Linked DNA regions of Ovis aries: region 2 is linked to region 1. Evidence: chromatin contacts called from public Hi-C data. All regions are on one chromosome and are shown on one strand. Each heading gives the region's core, a stretch centred on a gene start, on an enhancer-like site or on the middle of the called end of the contact. The rest is flanking DNA. Distances are from core to core; before and after follow the strand shown. Region 1 holds the start of ACAP2 (ArfGAP with coiled-coil, ankyrin repeat and PH domains 2). Region 2 holds the start of XXYLT1 (xyloside xylosyltransferase 1).

The links. A called contact is a pair of places that touch in the nucleus more often than the background predicts.
Region 2: a contact with region 1 is called in a Hi-C map of hypothalamus, with 5 times the contacts expected there. The contact joins the promoter of XXYLT1 here to the promoter of ACAP2 in region 1. A contact is called at or near these places in 6 of 16 Hi-C or Micro-C datasets (blood, hypothalamus, liver and 2 more).

The regions. Positions count from the first base shown.
Region 1 is chr1:192,971,659-192,975,219 of ARS-UI_Ramb_v3.0, forward strand. It overlaps ACAP2 (ArfGAP with coiled-coil, ankyrin repeat and PH domains 2), which reads left to right and starts at 1,645. Exons shown (of 22, transcript XM_060419307.1): 1 at 1,645-1,953. The coding sequence starts at 1,901.
Region 2 is chr1:193,140,140-193,143,700 of ARS-UI_Ramb_v3.0, forward strand. XXYLT1 (xyloside xylosyltransferase 1) reads left to right here and starts at 1,683. Exons shown (of 4, transcript XM_027957138.3): 1 at 1,683-2,301. The coding sequence starts at 1,798.

The sequences.
Region 1 (3,561 bases), core at 395-2,894:
ATACAATTGTTATAGAAATGGCCAACTCTCTAAATTTGACATAATGGTTACAAATCTAGAAGAGACTGTCTTGACTAACTGAAGTGCCTGAGGACACGAAACATTTATCGAGGCAAATCCAGCTTGCCTCCAGAACCACCATGCTGTTCTAAACACCTTCCCTGTGCATTTTCACAGATAGGATTTTTAGGTTGGGTTTAAAAGTATATACTTAAATACAGTGTAGCCATGGTACTTTTTACTTACATGCCATGAATCCATGGCACATTACTTTGCTGCCAAAGTTCCGTCTAGTCAAAGCTATGGTTTTTTCCAGTAGTCATGTATGGATGTGAGAGTTGGACCACAAAGAAAGCTGAACGCGGAAGAACTGATGCTTTTGGACTGTGGTGTTGGAGAAGACACTTGAGAGTCCCTTGGACTGCAAGGACATCAAACTAGTCAATCCTAAAGGAAATCAGTCCTGAATATTCTTTGGAAGGACAGAAGCTGAAGTTTCAATATTTTGGCCACCTGATGCAAAGAACTGACTCATTGGAAAAGACCCTGATACTGAGCAAGATTGAAGGCAGGAGGAGAAGGGGACGACGGAGGATGAGATGGTTGGATAGCATCACTGAGTGGATGGACATGAGTTTGAACAAGCTTCCAGAGTTCGTGATGGGCAGGAAGGCCTGGCGTGCTACGGTCCATGGTGTGGCAAAGAGTTGAAGACAACTGAGCGACTGAACTGAACTGATGAATCCATGGAATCTAAGAATCAGAAGTATGGGACTGGGGGTTATTTTAAGGATCAGATGATGAATATCTTACAGCGGCTCCTAGAAAAGTCGTGTATCAGGGGGTAGGTGTTGCAAGTTGGAGTAAATGAGCCTGTATTCTCAGAACTCTCTCATCTTAAAACTGGCAAAGGCTACTGAGAGAAAGGCGTCAGTAAGGAGGAATGTGTTCTGTGGTTTTCAAATCGGTTCCTCTACACAGAAAGCCCTGCCTTACATACCTGTCTAAATCCTTCTGATCTTTCCATGCCCACCCCGAATGCCAGCTCCTTCAGAAAGCAGTCTCTGGTTATATGAAAATATAAACATGGCAGATACTTTCAAATCGTTAAGTGATGAAGCCAGTAAGTGAAAGATGGACTTTATCATTAAAGTTATCCGCGCTCCTTTCCTGGCCTCAGTTTCTGTAAACTGAAAGGAAGAGGTGGCTAAGCCTATCTCTTCCTTTTATAATCTCGACTCTTAACCTTTTCAGATTTCTGCCAGAACTGCCGTGAAAAGCAACTCTTCTTCCTTAGACCTGCAGGCGGCGGCTCCTCCGCGTTGGCAGCTCAACAGGGCGGGGCTGGAGAAGCAGGAGAGGAGGAGGAGGGGCTCTAGGGGAAGCGCGGCGCGCAGCCACGTGACTTCCTTCCCAAGGAGCCTCAGCTGCAGGCCTCCCAGCAACCAATGCGTCCCGCCTAACGACGCTCGTGCATCCTGGTTGGCCTTCGGGAATGCTTGTGGCAAGGCGGCTCCCACGGTCGCGCTGCTTATTGGCTCGCTCTGCCGTCGCTCAAGCGCGTTGCCCGAGCGCCCGCAGGCGGTGCGGTCGAAAGCCCCTCCCATTGGCCGCTGGGTTTGTGGCTGGCTGGCTGAGGCTGTCAGTCCTGGGCCGTTTCCCCGAGGCAGGCGATCTGCTGGGGGCGGGAGGAAGAGGGGCCGGACTGGGGCCTGACTAGCAGTCGCTGCCGCCACGGTCTTCGGGGCTGCTATGACCAGTGGACGACGCGCCCTCCGCAGCTCCGCGCAGCGCTAGTCGCGGCCGTGCGCCCGCCGTAGCCGTCTGCGTCCCCAGCTCAGCCGCTCCCGCGGCTCCCTCGACTCTTCCAGTGCCCCCTGCGAGGCGAGGCAGAGGCAGGATGAAGATGACGGTGGATTTCGAGGAGTGTCTGAAAGACTCGCCCCGTTTCAGGTAACTGGCGCAGCCGCCCGGCTCTGGGCCGGCGTCACCCGGAGCTAGCTCCTCCGGCGGTGGGGGCGTGAAAGCCGGCGGTAGAACGCGCGGGGGGCCCCCGCAGTCCGCGCCCTCCGACGGGGCGTGCGGCCGTTGCTGTGGCTCCCGACCCGGAGAGGGTTCGACAGCCCCGACTAGCCCTTCGTGAGGGGCGAGGCTGGGCCAGGAGGGGGACGTCGCCTCCTTTTGCCCCTTCCTTGGCCTCTGCCCAGGGCGGAGCGCCCAAGAGGCTGGGCGCACCCGTTTCGAGGAACTGGGGTGCAGCCGCGTCCCCGAAGACTCGTGCCCTTTGCGGGCGCGCGCTCTCCCCTTCCTCTGGCCGCTCGTCCTTTCCCCTCCCTTCCGCTCCTTCTTCGTTTCCACCCCCACACCAGCCCCTCTTGGAGGGCGCTTGCAGGGCACCCTCCTGCAGTTCACTTAGTTCCTCTTCGCGCTTTTCCGCTCCCCCTACCCCTAGGAAGAAGGACTGGGGGACGAACTGGGACATCGATTTCTGATGCTGGCTTGTTCCCGGCCAGGGGTGCTTCTAGCGCTGGCGGTTGATTTGTACGGGAGTCGGGGGTGGGAGTGTTTGACCAGCCTTATTCTATCCACTGTGGTCCTAGACTCTTAGGCTTTTCTTTCCACTTAAGCTCTTTGAAGGGGGCACCGCTGTCGAGAGTACAGGGCTGAGGGGTGAGGAGTAGGAGAAACAGTGCATTTCTGTTTTGAGAACGGAAGTAGGAGGGCCCTGAAGATTGCATTTCTGTTCCTCTTCCAGCAGCGTTGGCCCGGGAGGGCCCCGTTCACCGTCGGATGCTCCCAGTGGATCTGTCACATAAACTGACTTGGTGGCACTCCGATGCACATGGGCTGGCCTTCCTCCCTGGAGAGCCGGCAACCCTGAGGGTGTCCAGAGCCCGGGCTCCTTCGGTTAGGAGCATCTTAGAAAACTCTTGAATTGTTTTGAAGAGTGAGGTTTTGCTAGGTTGTGTTTTACACTGCATTTATAAGGCTGTCCTTAGGCCTTAAAAATAAGGCCTTCAAAACTTCCGTTAGAACAGTGACATGTCTTGAAAGCGTCTCCTGAGCATTGATGCCCGCTGATCTTTAGGGCAAGCCTGGGTTGTAAATTCCTGCATCCTCTCCCTTGGAACGAACTGTTCTCATCTTTATCACTGTTAATTTGATTTGCCTCCGCCCCCCCACACTTTTTTTTTTTTTTTTTACCCCAGTGAAAAGCAAAGTATTGTAAAACTTAATGAACTCCTACTTCTAAGACAATGTCCTTTGGTTTTTGTTTATTTTTTGGTGTTAATTTTATTTGGATCTTAGGGCTATTGCTTGTAAAAAGGTACACATGGTGGGGTTGAGAGAAGGATGTTGTTGGTATTAGTTTTTAAAACTTTTATGTTTTGCATGATTTGACAGACTCAAGAGGTACAAATAGATAGTTTACAACAGCTTTGCAAGTTAGATTTCAGGACTGTGTGGCAGAGGAAGTAATTTTTAAAGTGTACCTTAAAAAGTTCTATTTTTTGGTGAAATTTTTAATAATGTAACCCAGCTATTACTGAGTAATGATGT
Region 2 (3,561 bases), core at 433-2,932, 170 kb after region 1:
CACTTTAAAAAATTTCCACTTAGAGTTTGTTGACTACAGCACCAACAGCACCTTTGTTTTCTAAAAATTAAAAAAAAAAAATTACCTATTTTTGGCTGCACTGGGTTTTCATTGCTGTGTGTAGGGTTTCTGTGGTTGTGGGCGAGTGGGCTTCTCATTGTGGTGGCTTCTCTTGTTGCAGAGCCCAAGCTGCAGGCACTTGGATTCAGTAGCTGTGGCTTGTGGGGTCTAGAGTGCTGGCTCAGTAGTGGTGCACAGGCTTACCTGTCATGTGGTGTATGGTTTCTTTCTGGACCAGGGATTGAAACCATGTCCCCTGCACTGGCAGGCAGACTCTTAACCACTGGATCACCAGAGAATTCCCAACAGCATCTTTAGTTTCACTTTACTGATGAACATTTGATTTTAATATCTTGTCATCATAAACCTAGCTCTGCATTACCCTTGTGGCTAAATATTTGAGTACATTTTCCCTTATTCTGTTATGAAAATGATGGTTTACAATGGGTGGGTATATTTCTGATGCTCATTCAGTGAGTCAAGCACCATCAGTTACTGGAGATATTATGGTTAAAGAAAGACACACTGCCTGCTCTCTTGAAGTTTTGCCTTCTTGCAGCAGAGAAAGATGGGAATGGGTAGTTCTTAGGTGGCCCTTATGGTATCCTTGAGGATGGTGCCTCATCTGGACACTGCAAGGGCTGGTGTTTAGAGACCACTCTTTGAGGCAGGGACACCCAAGCCAAGGTCTGAAGCAGGAGAGGTTGACTGTGTGAAAATCCAGGGCACTGCTTTTCAAACTTTGGCTTGCAGAAGAATCACCATCAAGGCCCAGACTCGTTGAAGGTAATAGGGCCTGAGCCTTTGTGTTTTATCAAGCTCCCTAGTGCTGCTAGTACCAATAAAATTTTGATAACCATTGTTCTGTGGATAGGAGAGAGAACTGAAAGTTTTCTTAGATTTTAGTGTTGGCAGAATATAGGCACCCTCTTCTGCTGTGGAAGAGTGTCTGCTTCACTGTCAAAGCTGAGACCGTGTGACCTGAGCAAGTGACCTCAGTTACACCTCAGTTAATTTTGTAAAACCACTGGGTATACAGTAAGTCTCTTTTAAAGTGTTGAAGTCTGTTAAAAAAAAAAAACCACAAGCTTCCTGGGGAGCTCTGAACCACCCAAAGTTTGTGGCAGGTGGCCCCCCTGGTGGCTACAACCCATAGGTTGCCTCTGGTCGGCCTCAGATGCCAAGTGAGGTGAGCAAGTGATTCATACCTCGGGTGCCAATCCTACTTCACCGAGAATGGGAAAGGAGTTGCTAGTTTAAATTCTTTAGCCCTAGTCGCCAAGGTGTGAAAGGAGTCAGGGAGAGGACATAAAGCCTTCAAGAAATTAGGAGGGAAAAGATATAGAGAACATTTTTTGTGCGTCCAGTTTAGTCTTTTTGCTTCCGAAGGCTTAGCTTCGGTTTCTAGCGCCTGGGGCTGTGCGCTTAACGAGGGCCATTTTCCACAGACCGCACAGCCTGCTGGCTTGTGTGGCCAAGTCCTCACCGCCTCTGTCGAACACGCTGGAGGGACTCCCGCGGGCTCACCGCCCGACCCCGCTGTAATCCTTCTGAGCTTAGGACCCAGTGGCTGCCAGGCAGCCTGGCACCGCCTCTCCGCGTATCAGCGCCCGCAGATTGGCAGCTCGGCTCCGCCCCCGCCATGGCTGCCGCCAGCTACCGGGGCTGCTAACTTGCTGCCGGGATACTGGTCTCTGCCGCAACTCGCCGGCTGATCTGTTCGCGGGCCGGCGGCGCATGGGTCTCCTCCGAGGCGGGCCCCCGTGCGCTCGGGCCATGGCGCGTCTGGGCGCTGTGCGCTCCCACTACTGCGCGCTGCTGCTGGCCGCGGCGCTGGCGGTCTGTGCTTTCTACTACCTGGGCTCGGGCCGGGAGACCTTCTCCAGCGCCACCAAGAGGCTGAAGGAGGCCCGCGCCGGGGCCCCTGCTGCGCCCTCGCCGCCGGCGCTGGAGCTGGCGCGGGCATCCTTGGCGCCGGCCCCGGGCGCTAAGGCCAAGAGCCTGGAGGGCGGCGGGGCCGGGCCGGTGGACTACCACCTGCTGATGATGTTCACCAAGGCCGAACACAATGCCGCGCTGCAGGCCAAGGCCCGCGTCGCCCTCCGCTCCCTGCTGCGCCTCGCGAAGTTCGAGGCGCACGAGGTGCTTAACCTGCACTTCGTAAGCGAGGAGGCCAGCCGCGAGGTGGCCAAGGTTTTGCTGCGGGAGCTGCTGCCGCCCGCCGCCGGCTTCAAATGCAAGGTGAGCGGGGCCCCAGCTAGAGGCTCCGGGTAGGTGACTCGGTCATTGTGGGGCCTGGCCTGGATCCAGGGGTCAGGAGGGAGGTGTCTTAGTTGCGATGCCCATTGCCAGTGCCAGCAGAAGCCTAAGCCCTTAATCCGTACCCTACCTGAATTGTGCGTTCACAGCACGCTGCAGGCATGGTCCAGGGGGCGTGTCTCGGAGCCTCTATTAGCTGACTTCGTTGATCCTAGCTTCCCTTTAACTGCGGCCCCCTGGAGAATCAGCGTGCCCGCTCTTTCCTGGCGTGGTTGATTTCAGCAGTCAGTGCCTTTAAGTCTGCCCCTCTTTTTATTCTTTTCAGTGTTTGACTTTTGAGGATGGAGCAGGTCACTTGAAAGTGCACTGTCTGCTGGACAAGGTCTTAGGCCGCTTGAGTTGTTCAGATTACAGTGACATTTCTCATAGCTCTAAGGATTTCAGTTGAAACTGGTCCAGCCCAAACCCAGCCCATGTGAACCATTTCATCTCCTCAGTGTGCCTCCTCCTTCCCTTCTCTTCAGGGTCATGAACCCATTTAGAGAAGCAGCGGGTTCCTCCCAGCAAGAAAGTGCTCCAAGAGGTAAGGATATAAGATCTGGAGAGGGCAGAGCAGAGCTAGTCGTCTTGTTCCAGGCTGGACCACCTGGCTCTGCTTGGGAGAGATTGTATTCTTCAGTCAGTCAGCTCAGTCACTCAGTCGTGTCCGACTCTTTGCGACCCCATGGACTGCAGCACACCAGGCCCCCCTGTCCATCACCAACTCCTGGAGCCTACTCAAACTCATGTCCATCTGGTCGGTGATGCCATCCAACCATCTCATCCCCTGTCATCCCCTTCTCCTCCCGCCTTCAATCTTTCCCAGCATTAGGGTCTTTTCCAATGAGTTGGTTCTTTGCATCAGGTGGCCAAAGTATTCGAGTATTTCAGCTTCAATATCAGTCCTTCCAATGAATATTCAGGATTGATTTCCTTTAGGATTGACTGGTTGGATCTCCTTGCAGTCCAAGCTTAGTGTTAATGGCCTCAGTTAAATTACATGTCTCCTTTTGACCTAATAGTTGCCCAGAGGGGATCTAATGTGTGATTTTGGGATAGAAATAGTGTGCACTAAATCACTCCAGTCATGTCTGGCTTTATGCGACCCAATGGACTGTAGCCCACCAGAGTCCTCTGTCCAATGGGATTCCCCAGGCAAGAATACTGGAGTGGGTTGCCATGCCCTCCTCCAGGGGATCTTCC